2 separate regions of the Macaca mulatta genome follow, and region 1 is linked to region 2. Evidence: chromatin contacts called from public Hi-C data. All regions are on one chromosome and are shown on one strand. Each heading gives the region's core, a stretch centred on a gene start, on an enhancer-like site or on the middle of the called end of the contact. The rest is flanking DNA. Distances are from core to core; before and after follow the strand shown. Region 1 holds the start of ERG28 (ergosterol biosynthesis 28 homolog). Region 2 has its middle 14 kb from the start of FOS.

Region 1 (6,710 bases), core at 2,368-4,867, 380 kb before region 2:
GATACTTGCAGCAGAAGTTAAAAGTTTTATGAAATGGGTAAGAGGCAGCACACTGAAAGCAAAGTCAGAAAAAGACAAAGTAACCAGAGGGAATTATCCCTTTAATTATCCTGAACAAGAATGACCCAAATATACTTTCAAATCTCTATTCGTTTCTATGACCTAACACTGATAAGAAATGTTTCCTCAAAGCTTTCTTAATGCTTCAACAATTTTCTTCAAATTACAATAACAAGTAATCTTCTATCTTCTAAGAAGCCCACCATAAATTCAATATTAAAACCAATAAGAATGATGCCTTACATTTGTATGGCACTTACAAAGTAATTTCACATACATTATTCTATTTGAGTCTAACCAGATCCCTACAAAATAGTCTGGGAGATATTATCTCTATTTTTCAGGTTACACAGTACACACATATCCAAAAGGACTCAGGGAGAATCTTAAAAATGAATTTTACCTTTAAACCAGATTCTCTCTTTACTCTGTGTCAAGTAATAATTAAAGGAGGCAAAAGAGCAAAGTGATCAAAATCCAGAAAAGCTAAGTCCAAAACTCAATGCATCACTTACGCTTGATGCATCACTGAGGAAATTTCCTGATTAAAAAAAGTGAAAAAAAAGTGAAAAAAATTTCCTGAATTTAAAAAAGTGTAAATAATAACACCTTCAGATTTAAAAATATGTAAGATATAGATAAGATAAAGCCTTTATCATCATCTGTAATAGCTATATTTATCATTATCATTCTTTTTTTTTTTTTTTTGAGATGGAGGTTCGCTCTTGTCAGCCGGGCTGGAATGCAGTGGTACAATCTCAGCTCACTGCAACCTCCACCTCCTGGGTTCAAGCCATTCTCCTGCCTCAGCCTCCTGAGTAGCTGAGATTACAGACACCCACCACCACACCCAGCTAATTTTTGTTTTTTTACTAGAGATGGGCTTTCACCATGTTGGCCAGGATGGTCTTGAACTCCTGACCTCAGGTGATCCACTCACCTAGGCTACCCAAAGTACTGGAATTATAGGCGTAAGCCAACACGCCTGGCTATTATCATTCATTCTTATTGTGATGATCCATTAATCATGAAACTGGACTCTTAACTAAAAGAACTCAGGAAAGCAATGTAGTTCAATTGACGCAGCACAGGCCATAGAACTCTAACATTCTGTCTCAGAGTTACTATGGTAAGTTACCTGACCTCTCTATATTACCACCATTTTATCATTGTAAAGACTTTTGAGAAAATTAGCAAACATAACTAGTGTCACAGAGTTTGGAAATGCTTTTCTTCAATACTGAAACATTTCAAAATCTTCTATGTTGGGAGCTCTGAGCAAGAGTTCATTCACCAAAAGCTACTACCTGCATTTCACAACATTTAGAGCTGATGTTCGCTTATGAGCCCAGAAAGAGAGCCTTATCTCATTTCTCATAGCCGATTGGGACTGAATAACAAGACCTTAAATGACATTATGGATAGAAGCTAAAACCGGAGTTAGATAATCCCCAAGGAATGACACTAGATAAAAGAGTATATAGGTAAAAGAGAAGAGTATATAAGAGTATACAAGTAAAAGAGTATAAAGCACAGGTCAAAAGCAGGCTTGCTATTACTTACTCTTGACTTATGACCTCCTCATCCTCTGAGGATGATGCTGTTTCCTCCAGGTCCCGGGCCATCACGACTGGCATTTCCTTTAGGGTTTGTCATGCAGTCAGCAGACGGGGGCCTCAGAGACCTTTCCTAGCAGATTCACTGGATCAAGCCTAATTTGGATGGCACAAATTCCTGCAAGAAATCAACTTGATCAGATCGACTGACCTGAAACACAATGCAGTTGTCTATTTATCGGTTATTGCTGGTAATCTAAGTAATGAGAATGACTATATTCCTCAATAGTGCTCAACCTCTAGAAGTTTATCTTCCATAACAGTGCCTCGATATGCCACAAAAGTCAAGATTTTTTTCAAACATACTGTCTGTGCTCTATATATTTGAAGAGCTGTTACTAAGTTTGAGTTTCTCATTATTTACTAAATCGAATATGCACCAAAAGGATAGACTCTTCACTTTCAGGGCAGTCTGAGGCAGGTGACTGATTCCCTAAAACATATATTCCTTGCTAGACAAACCTGGCCTGGGTTAAAAATAAATAAATAAAAACTCAAGGTTTAAGACCCTTGCAGGTCGGGCAGGGTGGATCACACCTGTAATCCCAGCACTTTGGGAGGCCAAGGCGGGCGGATCACCTCAGGTTGGGAGTTCGAGACCGGCCTGACCAACATGGAGAAACCCCATCTTTACTAAAAAAAAAAAAAAAAAAAATTAGCCAGGTGTGTTGGCTCATTCCTGTAATCCCAGATACTCGGGAGGCTTAGGCAGGAGAATCGCTTGAACCCGGGAGGCGGAGGTTGCAGTAAGCCAAGATCGCGCCATTGCACTCCAGCCTGGGCAACAAGAGCGAAAACTCCGTCTCAAAAAAAAAAAAAAACCTTGAAAATATTTATTTAGACTCTATGACAAGCACTCTGACAAGATGCCATCATGTTTCCCGTAAAATAAATTCAACAATGAACCGAAAGATGAATATATTCTCTTGAATCAAAGGTCCATATAAATGGTTGGGGGGGAGGGGGGAATGCCCTTCCACTCTTAAAAATTATTCTTCCTTACTAAAAATCACAAACTTTGATATGACTCTCAAATAGACAATAAAATTGGAAAATTTCCAACACTGCATTTCTAACTTAAAATATTTTTTCCAAAGTAAAAAGTACATGGTCGTTTTGTGTGTCAGAAGAAGAAATAGGAACTACAAATAAAGAAAAGGAATATGTTTAAATGACCATAATCCCATTACTCAGCGATAATTACTTGCTGTCAATCCTTCTTAACTTTTCCATACATTCATAAATACGATGAGACTGTAAATCAGACAAAAAACAAAAAAACCGACCCCGATAATGATCTTCGGCGCAATGGGCAATGTCTAACGACTTCAATGGCTTTCTTCAGGGGATTCTCAAGGGGGATTTCTTGATCTTTCCCAAAATGTTGGGAAGTCCTTTAAGTTTAAACAAAACCTCTAAACGGGAAGGGATGCCAACCTTTCCTAGGCTGCCTGCAGAGCGGGGAGAAACAGGTCGATCGGAAGATTAAAGACATTCGCCTAAGAACACTCCTCGCCCTAAAGGAATCTGCTTCTCAGCCCCAACCCCAGCTCACCCCAATTCCACGGAGGTCCGCAGATGCTCCCCCCGGAAAGGACAGGACCACTCGGCTGCCGCGAATCAACGCGGCGCGCCCGGAAGCCAACAGCTACTCCCCGGCTCTGAGCGGGAAGTGCGGCGGCCAGCTGCAGCCTGGACCCGGGAACGCTCCTCCCTAGGGTAGGGATGCGCGCTGGCGCAGGCTTTTACCTGTCTCATCTTCCCATGGTTCGGGGCGAGTAGGCGTGGACCGCGCTCTGCGCCTACCTCCCTCTTCCTTCCCCAGCAAGGCTCAGGGCAGCCGCCGACGGCGCTTCCCCGGTTACTACAACAACCAACAAGCAACCGCCCGCTGGGAGCCACTGCGCAGGCGCTGATAACGCTCAGCTGCGGACGCGGGCGAATGTCGTCACCGCCGCGAAGCGCGGGCGCAGAGCCCTGCCCTCAGCAGAAAGTCTTTTTTTTTTTTTTCCGCTGTTTTTTTCTCCGCCCCTAAGAGGTTGACTCCAAACCCGGAGTTCCGCTAGGTCCAACAGGAGGGTTTACGGCGTGAGCGGCGTACCTGGGGAGAGGCTTAGGCAGCGGCAACCGCTGATTGGCAGTAAAGGGGTTCACTCCCCATCTCCTGCTCGGGCAAAACCAGGACAGCCAATCAGAGAGAGGACTAAAGGAAACGACCCAATCCTGGAGCAGGGCTGAGGGAGGGGGTGGGGACAAATGGCTCAGGTGGACTCCGGGCTGGAGCTGTCCTGGGGGAGCTTGTTTGCGGCGGCTGCTGCTGCCACTGCTGTGCTGGGGGTCCGGTCGCCAGGTAAGGAGAATATGGGGGAGAAGAGGGATGTAGGTGTCTGTGTTGCTTCTGATTGAGAGGATCGGAGAATCTGGAAAAATAGAGGTGAGATGGAAGGAAGATACCTGGAAGGCAACCTTTTGGGGGGAAAAGGGTTCGAGAGGCGATGACAAGGGGGAGCTAGGAAGATGGAGAAGGCTGGTGAATTCAAGGAAAGAAGGAATGGATGAGCGAATGAGCAGCCACTATAAGCCTAGCACTGTACAAAGAGCCTTCACTTTTTCTCATATGATTCTTACAATAACCCTTCGGGTTGATATTTCTATCTCCATTTTGCAGATGAGGAAACCGAGACTGAAAAGTGTAAATGACTTGCCCAGGGTCACACAGCTACTAAGTGGTAGGGCCAAGATAAGAATCCCTCTCTCCTGATTAAGTTTTAACAGCACACCTATGCTGGGCTGGGCTGGGTTGGGCTTGGCTGGGCTGGGCCAGGGCCAGGACAAAATTTGGAAATAGATGTTATATACACTCTAGGAGGCCCTAAAGCTTTAGGGAAATTAGGTTGAGAAATTGGCAGAGCAATTCAGAAGTACTCAGGTTCTGTCCTCATCAGCTATCTGTTGGGATTCCTAAGAGCTTCTGTGAAATGGAAGGCGTACTTGTGCAGAAAAGTGGAGAGGTGCATTCATGCAGCTTTTCTAAACCCCGGAGGAGTCTCCTCTTGAGAGAGGGTGAGAAAATAAAGAGGATAGGTGGATCTTGGCCCAAGTGATAATGGCCTATGATATCCAGTAGACTCTCAGTCTCTGACAGAGACCACCTTTGTGATCAGCTCTCCCTGAAGGGTTCATCAATTCACCCTTCCTTCTCTAGATCTCTTTATTGCTTTTTTTTTTGGGGGGGGGAGGGTGTTTCACACTGTCTTGGACCATTGCTGACTTTAATATCTATCTCACTGGGTAGCATAGAACAATACCGAAATTTATATTGCCAAAGTGACAAAGAAAGCCTGTTAGTTTATTACCACTTCAGGCCCAAGAGGTTAACCTGACAACAGATAAACCATAGACTGAGAAAATAGTGATGAGGATGGGAAAAAGCCATTCCATTATTAGATTATTTATCTATTTTGGTTTTATTTAAATCAGACTAACTGAAATTACTACTCAACAAGAGTTGATCTAAGCCTTAAAAAAATAAAAGTCTGGGTGCTGTAGCTCACACCTGTAATCCCAGCACTTTGGGAGGCGAGGCCAAGGTGAGTGGATCACTTGAGCCCAAGTGGAGAGGTTGAGGTGGGAAGATCACTTAAGCCTTTGATTTCGAGGCTGCAATGAGCCATGACCACGCCACTGCACTCCAGCCTGTGTGACAGAGCAAGACCCTGTCTCAAAATAATAATAATAATAATAAATTAAAAAATAAAAAGTATGTAATCTAATTGTATTTTCTATACAACTTGAAGACAGAAGAGGATATGGTATGCTTTTCTTAATCAAAAAATGGGAACTTCATTAAAGTAGTCTCAAACAGTGAGGTAGCACTGCAGCAGTCCAACAGACCATGATTCTTATCTCAGCTCTGCTGACTTTGCTGTGTGACCTTAAGAAACTTGTTTAACCTCTCCGTTCCAACCCTCATCTATAAGATGGAAATATTAATAGTGCCTGCCTACCTCATTGTGAAGATTAAATGGTAATATGTGTTAGGTGCTTGGCACAGTTCATGGTGTAAGTGAACTGTGACCTATTATTATCTTGCAGCCCAACACCAAGATTGCTGTTTCCTTCACTATATAATTTTCTTACTAGTCCTAAAGTCACACGTTAACTTAAACAGGCACAATTTATAAATTTGGAAAAAGAAAAGAGGCTTTATCTCTTGCAAAGGGTTACAGCCACCCAACAGGGAAGAGTGCCTCCCACTAAGATCAGAGACAGGTGCTTTGAAGGAGAAGGGTTTGGGGTAGAGCTTTATGCTGAACAGGTTGGCTAAACATACATGTTCAACAGCTTACAGGAGGAACTATGAATATTCCTGAAGGTGGTCCTGACACGTGCATATTGAACAATCATGTGTAACCACATATGACCCCTGTTCACTTTGAAGTAGAGACCTAACATTTAAGTCTATCACGCCTAGGCTCTATGCGTCAAAAAGTCTTTTCAGGACACCAAGACACTCAAGTGTGTGATCTTGCTAAACTGGCCAGGAGCAGTCCACGGTTGGTGGTCTTATCTGGAGAAAGTTACTAAAATCAGTCTCTTGTCCAATCAAAGGTGTAGTTATAGCTGGTGGAATAGGGGTCATGTAGTCAGCCTCTGTGAGCTGGATGAGCTGTAATTGTTTTAATATTGCTTATCTCAAGCCAGTGCTTGTCTAGCTGCTGGAGAAAAAAAACCTTGTGGCAGAATATAAGTTTTATTCTTTAAATGTGGGAGTGTGTGACTTAACCCTTGCCTGGCATGGCCTTAGGTCTTGTTTATAATTTGGTACCTTATTGCACAAAGAATCTGTTCTGTCATTCTTATGATCTCTATTTTAACTTTAATGCTGGTAAGTTGCTGTCTCTAAACCTGAAAAAGGAAGGGATATAGCAGGGCATGTGAGACCTCCCATCTCGTCATGGCCAGGGGCTCAGTTTTAGGATTTTTCTGGGTTCCCCTAGGCCAAGAGGGCCTCTGTTCAGTCCGTGGTGGGCT
Region 2 (7,048 bases), core at 785-3,284:
GCGAGGAGGCTTCTGGATGAGAAGGGCGCGCTGCCTCACATGTGCACTAGGAGGCAGAGCTGCCGCGGGGCTGCTGTAACTCCGAGAACAACCAGGGAGCAAGGGGAAGGATCCCAGCTCCTTCCTCAAATCCGCGGGCTGCAGGGCCAGAGGGCAGTTGGAAAGCAGTCGTCTTCTTAGTCCGAGTTGCCTTCATTTTCAGCCTAGAAGTTAGAGAAGAAACACCCCCAGTTAAGAGGAAGTTGGGTGAGACTGAAAGGGGAAAGACAAAGAGAGCAGCATTAAAGAGGCACTCTTCCCCACCCCCAGCAAGGAACCTCCGTGTGCCTTGAGAAGACTTCCAAACAGCAGAAAAGGGTTAGGGCTACTCATGCCTCCTGCTGTAGTCTTGGCTGAGAAAAGTTTAATGCAAGGCTTGGGTAACTGTGAAAAGTGACCAACTGCTAGACGAAGACTAGTTTCAGAACAGCCAACTCCTGTTCCCTGGACAGGGGTGACCATTCCAGCCCTCTAAGGAGGAGTGCTTGAGGCTTTAGGAAGTACACAATTATTGGCCATCCCCCTAGGCCCTGGTGTCATGGTGAGGGCTGCGTGTGGCAGCAGACATGACAATGGCATTCTTTAAGAGCCCTGAAGTCAATATTTAGCCTAAATGTACAACCCACCAGCTGAGCCAGGCAACAGGGTTCTGAAGCACAGGAAGTTAGAAGCACCTAGGCGATGTGGAACACTATTTGAAGCTAGATATCCTGACTTTTATCAGTTTCTAACTAGCTGTGCAAGTTTGGATGGTTGAACCAACTTCTCTGAGCTTTAATTTCCCTGTTGGCGAAATAGGTTAAATTAGATTAAGTCTCCGATGTGCCTTCCAGCTCTGAAACTCTAGAAAACACACACTCCTTCAGCCAGAGGAACTGGGGAATCTAGGGGGCAGGAATGGGGGTGGGAGGATGGCGACAGGCGTCTTGAAGGATTAACCCCACGCTTCTCCTCGCAATTGCAATCGGCTCCCCAGCAGTGGCCACTGCGGCACTGCCTGCCCCACCCCCGCCCTCCGGGCCCGGCGGTACACACCCACGGCTCCCTCAGAGACTTCTGGAATCTCGCTGGATTTCTCCCAGGAATGCTTATTGCCCTTTAGATCTGCAAATCGCTTTACATCAGCAACCCTGCCGCGCGATTATTAATCATCGCAATATTCTCCCCCATCCCCTACCCTCCCCGCCCCCGCCCCCCGGCCTGGAAGAGGAATTGCAGGGGTCCGGATTTATGAACGTGATTCGTATTATTCATTCAATAATCAGTTAACTAAAGTTCATTAAGCGCCTAATAGGAGCAAGGTGCAGAGACACACAAATCCAGTCACCACAGGGGGCAGAACTGTAGGGGTCCATGCTCAAAGAAATTCACTGATATTCCAGTTATGTCCTGGGGAGGGGGTGGTTAGTGGGTGATGGAAGTCCCTCACAAGTCTGATGACAAGGCTGCAACCATTATGGACCACTCCCACGGTTCATTTTATCAGGCCAGGAAAAGGCAAGTGGCCTTCCCAAGGTCACTTATCCCCCGAGAGGCAACGCTGACCCCAGAACCGCGGTCTTCAAAGCTTTCCATTGCGCCATGAAGGAAAATTTTGAGTTGAAGCCTATAAAATACAGCGTTGGGCGAGGGATGGCATGATTTCCGGGCACAGAGTGAGAAAATCGTGATCCCAGATCACCCACCCACAACAAACGAGACAGCCCCAAATCTTGACTGCAGCCTCAACCAGCAGACGCACAGGAATGCTGGAAACAGCTCATCCATCAATCGCGGCGTCCTCTCTCTGGGCCCCCAGCGCCCCTGCCCTCGCCTCCGCCCAGGTGGGTCCCGGGGCAGGGGGCGGGGGTCTCGTGGCTCGGAGCCTCTGCCCAGCATTCCAGGGGGCGGGGCAGGAACCGGGGGCGGGGCGCGGCGGGAGTCCCGCCCTCAGCCTATCCCGGGCCGGCTGCGCAGTGGCTGAGCCAAATATGGGCAGAGCGGAAGCGGAGGGCCGACGTCACGGCGCCGGGTGGGGACCGCGCTGCGGGGCGGTGACGGGAGTCGCTGACGGCGCCTACGTGTCACCGTGGAAACCAAACAGTAAACAGAGGATTCGCGAGCTCCTGGCACCGCCTGGCCCTGCGACCTGGCCTGGAGCGAAGGGCCGGAAGCTGGGAAGGGCCAGGAGAAACTTTGGCCTGGCGGACGAGGACAGGAGCGCGGCAAGGGTGTAGAGAGGGCGGTGAAGGGGACGCTGAGAGAGCACTCCCAAACGTCCCTCCCTGAGGTTCCTGGAAGCCGGCGCTGCCTCTGCCCAGGGGCCAGCAAGGGCTGGTCAGGAACGGAAGGAAACCCTCCTGTCCCTACTTTTTCTTTTCCTTTTTTTTTTTTTTTTTTTTTTTGAGATGGACTCTCGCTCGATCGCCCAGGCTGGAGTGCCCTGGCGCGATCTCGGCTCACTGCAACCTCCGCCTCCCGGGTTCAAGCGATTCTCCCGCCTCAGGCTCCCAAGTAGCTGGAACTACAGGTGCGCGTCACCGTACCCGGCTAATTTTTTACATTTTTAGTAGAGACAGAATTTCACCACGTTGGCCAGGTTGGTCTCGAACTCCTTACCTCAGGTGATCCGCCCACCTCGGCCTCTCAAAGTGCCGGGATTACCGCGCCCGGCCTCTCCTGTCCCTTCTGAGGGCCTCCCTGCCTGCAAGGTTGTTGGGGATACTGATTTTGCTTTGTTTTTCCTTTATAATGGCTAAGAGTTCAGGCATTGAAGCCACACTGCCTGGACTCAAATTTCAGCGCTGCCACTCCAGTTGGATGATCTTGAGCAGATCTCTGGGTCCCAGACTAACAGGACCTACCTTTAAGAGTAGATGAGGACTTTTAAAATGAGTGTGTGTGTGTGTGTGTGTTTGGAACAGTGTCAAGCATGTTGTGAGCCCCAAGTTAGTGTTGAGTGTTTATTTTTATTTCCAGGCAGCACAAGAGAAACTTACCTAGTATTAGTAGTGCAACTCCTAAATCATACTACTGATGTAATGTTTTTTTCTCGAGTCTTCCTTAGATTTAAAATAAACAAAAGGGGCCAGGCACTGTGGTCCACGCCTGTAATCCCAGCACTTTGGGAGGCCAAGGCAGGAGGATCAGTTGAGCCTAGGAGTTCTAGACCAGCCTGGGCAACATAGGGAGACCCCGACTCTACAAAAATAAAAATAAAAAAATTAGCTGGGCATAATAGCACACACCTGTGATCCCAGCTACTTGGGAGGCTGAGGTGGGAAGATCTTGGGCCAGGGCAGTCGAGGCTGCAGTGAGCCTTGATTGCAGTCACTGCACTCCAGCCTGAGTGACACTGGGAGACCCTCTTTTAAAAATAAATAAAATAAGCAAAAGGAATTATCTATTTTAAAGATAATTTTCAAATCTAGTAAAAATATTTGATGTATTAACTAAAATGTGCATTTGTCAAATAAAAACATGGCAAAGCACTGTATCACACTGCTTCACAGTTTTAAATTTGAAACACAAAAACTCCAAATGGTTACATGGAACAGAAGCAACCCAAATTCAGTCCTCACAGTCACTGTGTTATCTCTGTTTTTTAAGTAATTTTTAAAAATGAAGGGTACGTATTACATTATTCAAACTCAATAGTAATCCCAGCAAATGTTTAGAACTTAAAACAACAAAAGATATTTTCAGGAAGAAGTACTTTGTCACTGACAACATTAGAATTGCCAGCTCATAGTGTTTATTTAAAAGGCAGACTGCTCAAAGACCTGAGTGTGACCAGTGCTGGCCTGGATGCCCTACCTGGGAGCTCTCATCCCCTTCCCCCAACAGACCCGGATACATAATCCCTTACATCGAACCGATGAGCAAGGCCATGCTCCAACTGAAGGCTCTAGAGTCTTCAGACCTCACCGAGGTCGTGGCTTACAGCTCCTATTGGTACAAGCTCCAAACCAAGTGGTGCTCCAGTCCATGGCTGAGTGGCACTGCCAGCACCAGGAGCAAGTGATGCTCAAACTTGCAGAAGCCATGAATGCCCTCAAACTAGGCCCTTGGACGAAGCAAATCAGCTTCCAGCCAATGATGGAGGCCAGGATGTAGAGATTAGGTTGTGGCCAGAGTCGGAGTGATTCCAGCTCGGTTTAAACTCTGCTCCAGCCTGAGGAATTAAGGAAAAACCATCTGTTTGGGGATCTCTGCCCTTGCTCTGAGTCCTGTTGTGAATATCTTTTTTGAAGGTTGCCAATTAAAGAAGAAAGTTTTGGGGTTTTCTCATTTTTTCTTTATCAAGAATAAAGTTTTAAATAAGGAAAAATGGTAAAAGGCAGACCAACTTTTTTTGGTTTTATTATTTGTTTGAAATTCTAAGCAGATAATGTGATCTCTTGTGGATAACAAATCCTAGGGTGACCCATAGTAATTCCTGCTTCCTGATGTCCATACCTTTGTGTAATTCCCTCCATCTGAGTGCAGGTGGAACCTGAGACTTGCCTCTTAATGCAAAGGTGACGGGATGTCTTTGTCTGTGTATGGCCCCATCTTGCTGACATGCTGGAGAGGTTCTCCTTGCAGGCTTGATTATGTGAGCAGCTATGTTGAAGAAGTTTACAAGGCAGCCTCTAGAACCGAAGGATAACCTTCAGCCAACAGCCAGCAAAACACCGGAGCTCTTAGTAACACAGCCACAAGGAAATAAAGTCTGTGAACAACCTGAGTGAGCTTGGAGGTGGACTCTTCCCCACTTAAGCATCCAGCTGAAAACACAGCTCAGCTGACACCTTGATTGCACCCTTGCGAGACCTTGAACACAATACTGTTCTATTCAGAAGATGGATGGAGTTTGCTAGATAAGCATCTGGCTATACCTGGACTTCTGATTTGCAGAAACTGTGAGATAATAAATGTGTGTTGTTTTAAGCTGCTAAGTTTGTGGTAAACTGTTGTACAGAAATAGAACACAAATACATTCTCATTGCCTATCCCTAAAACAGACTGCTCCCACCTCCCCATGCTTGGTACACTTCTGTGGCTCTGTACACACTGCTCAGGCCTCCTATCTTAAAAAGGTTCCATGAGAGGATTGCAAGGAGTGTCAACTGCAGAGCCTGCCACAGTGTTGCTACCAGAACATCGAGCATCTAAGAATGATGTGGTGTATGCACTTTAGGGCATTTTCGTAGCAGTCTCCTGATGTCACCAGAGTTTTGAAGATGGAAAGGCAGCTTAGAGATTTTCAAATCCCACCCCTGATCTGGCATAGGAAACTGTCTCAGAGGGGCTGAAGTCTCACCCCAGGTCACATAAGCACATCTTGAAGGGCAGATGTTCACTTTCTAGCAATGCAGTTAAGCACTTTGGGCTTTAGAGTCACAAAGAGCTGGATTCAAATCTCGGATCTGCTGCTTACCAGTTGTGTGACCTTGGTCAGCTTATTTAACCTTTCCTAAATTGTTTTCCTTATCTGTAAAATGACGACACTCATCATATCTGCCTCATGGGATTGTTGTATGGACTAAATGAGAGTGTTTATTAAACAAAATAATTATTGTATGCCCATTATGTGCCAGTTGCTAGAGGTACAATGATTAGCAAATCAGTCATTGATTTAGCATGGCCTGTAAAGTGCATAGCACAACCTGGCAGAGAACAAGCACATGTGAAATACTGGGTATTATCAATATTTTCCTTAGGGCTCCAGGTTCTATCCCAACCATTTGCCTCCAGACAAGCTCTATAAACTCATATCATAGAACCTCTGTTGTGGTTCCAACTGCCCACATCTCCCCCTGGATACTCCCCAGGCATTGTAAACTCAACATGTCCAACATAGAACTTACCTTGTTACCCCCCAAACCTGCTCCTCTTCCTATAGTCACAAAGCCATTGGTAGAACCACAAGCCTCCCGTGTTTCAAGCCTGGTAAACCTGACAGTGAGCTTGGGTTCCTCCCTCTCCCTCACCTCTACCACCCACTCAATCACCAGGTCCTGACCCCCTAATTACCTCTCATTCCCTCTCCATTCCCACCACCACTGCCTTGGTTCAGCCTACACATAACTGAGCTAAGTAAGCACCAGGCTTTTCATGATCTGGCCACAATGATCTCTTCTTGGCCGATCTTCAGCTCCATCTATTTGATGCTGCAATATTGATATAAGTGAAATTAAATGCATTTACGTGATATTCTGTAATTTACATCTCCACCTCGTCATCTCCCCCTCACTGTCCCCTCACACACTTTGTAGTTGAGCAAAACCAAATTCGGTGTTTTATGAGTCTGTGCCCTTGCAGTACTAATCCTTGGCCTAGAAGCTCTCTGCCACTTGCTCATCTACCAAACTCCATACACCTTCAAAGCCTAGCTGAGAGGTCACCTTCCTCAGAGACTCCCCAAGAGAGAGTTTGTCACTACCTCTTCCATGCAACTCCTAAACCTGGTGTTAATTTCCATTGTTACAGTGTATTATAAGGTTTGTGTTTACCGGTCTTGTCCCTTACTTGAGCTCTTTGAGGACAGGATTGTCTCTTCCTCACGCTGAATTCAATACCTGATACATAGCAGACACCCAGAAAATTTTTAATTAAATGAAATGAAGCCCATATTTGTTCCCCTGACCCCCATCTCCCTAAACTATAAAGATAATAAAAACAGTTAACTCTTATTATTATTATTTTTTTTTTTTCTGAGATGGAGTTTTGCTCTTGTCACCCAGGCTGGAGTGCAGTGGCAGCATCTCAGCTCACTGCAACCTCTACCTCCAGGGTTCAAGTGACTCTCCTGCCTCAGCCTCCTGAGTAGCTAGGATTACAGGTCCCACCACCGTGCCCGGCTAATTTTTGTATTTTTGGTAAAGATGGAGTTTAACCATGTTGGCCGGGCCAGTCTCGAACTCCTGACCTCGGGTGATCCACCCACCTCCGCCTCCCAAAGTGCTGGGATTATAGGCGTGAGTCACCTTACCTAGCCAAAAACAGCTAACCCTTCTATCATACTTCTGTGTGCCCAGAATAATAT

The links. Hi-C and Micro-C count contacts between places; a contact is called where the count stands out from the background.
Region 1: a contact with region 2 is called in a Hi-C map of fetal cortical plate, with 3 times the contacts expected there. The contact joins the promoter of ERG28 here to the enhancer-like site in region 2. A contact is called at or near these places in 3 of 14 Hi-C or Micro-C datasets (CD4 T cells, fetal cortical plate and liver).

Annotation. Positions count from the first base shown.
Region 1 is chr7:148,867,456-148,874,165 of T2T-MMU8v2.0, reverse strand. It overlaps ERG28 (ergosterol biosynthesis 28 homolog), which reads left to right and starts at 3,617. Exons shown (of 5, transcript NM_001194135.3): 1 at 3,617-4,026. It overlaps TTLL5 (tubulin tyrosine ligase like 5), which reads right to left and starts at 3,593. Exons shown (of 34, transcript XR_013396464.1): 1 at 3,426-3,593; 2 at 1,624-1,794.
Region 2 is chr7:148,487,252-148,494,299 of T2T-MMU8v2.0, reverse strand. No RefSeq gene overlaps it. Among named protein-coding and RNA genes, the nearest start is that of FOS, 14 kb to the right of the region's middle. Within about 2 kb of position 2,034, at least 37 of the 40 cell types and tissues checked have an H3K27ac peak or open chromatin away from gene starts, as enhancers often do. A contact at or near this core is called in CD4 T cells, fetal cortical plate and liver, where this site is marked.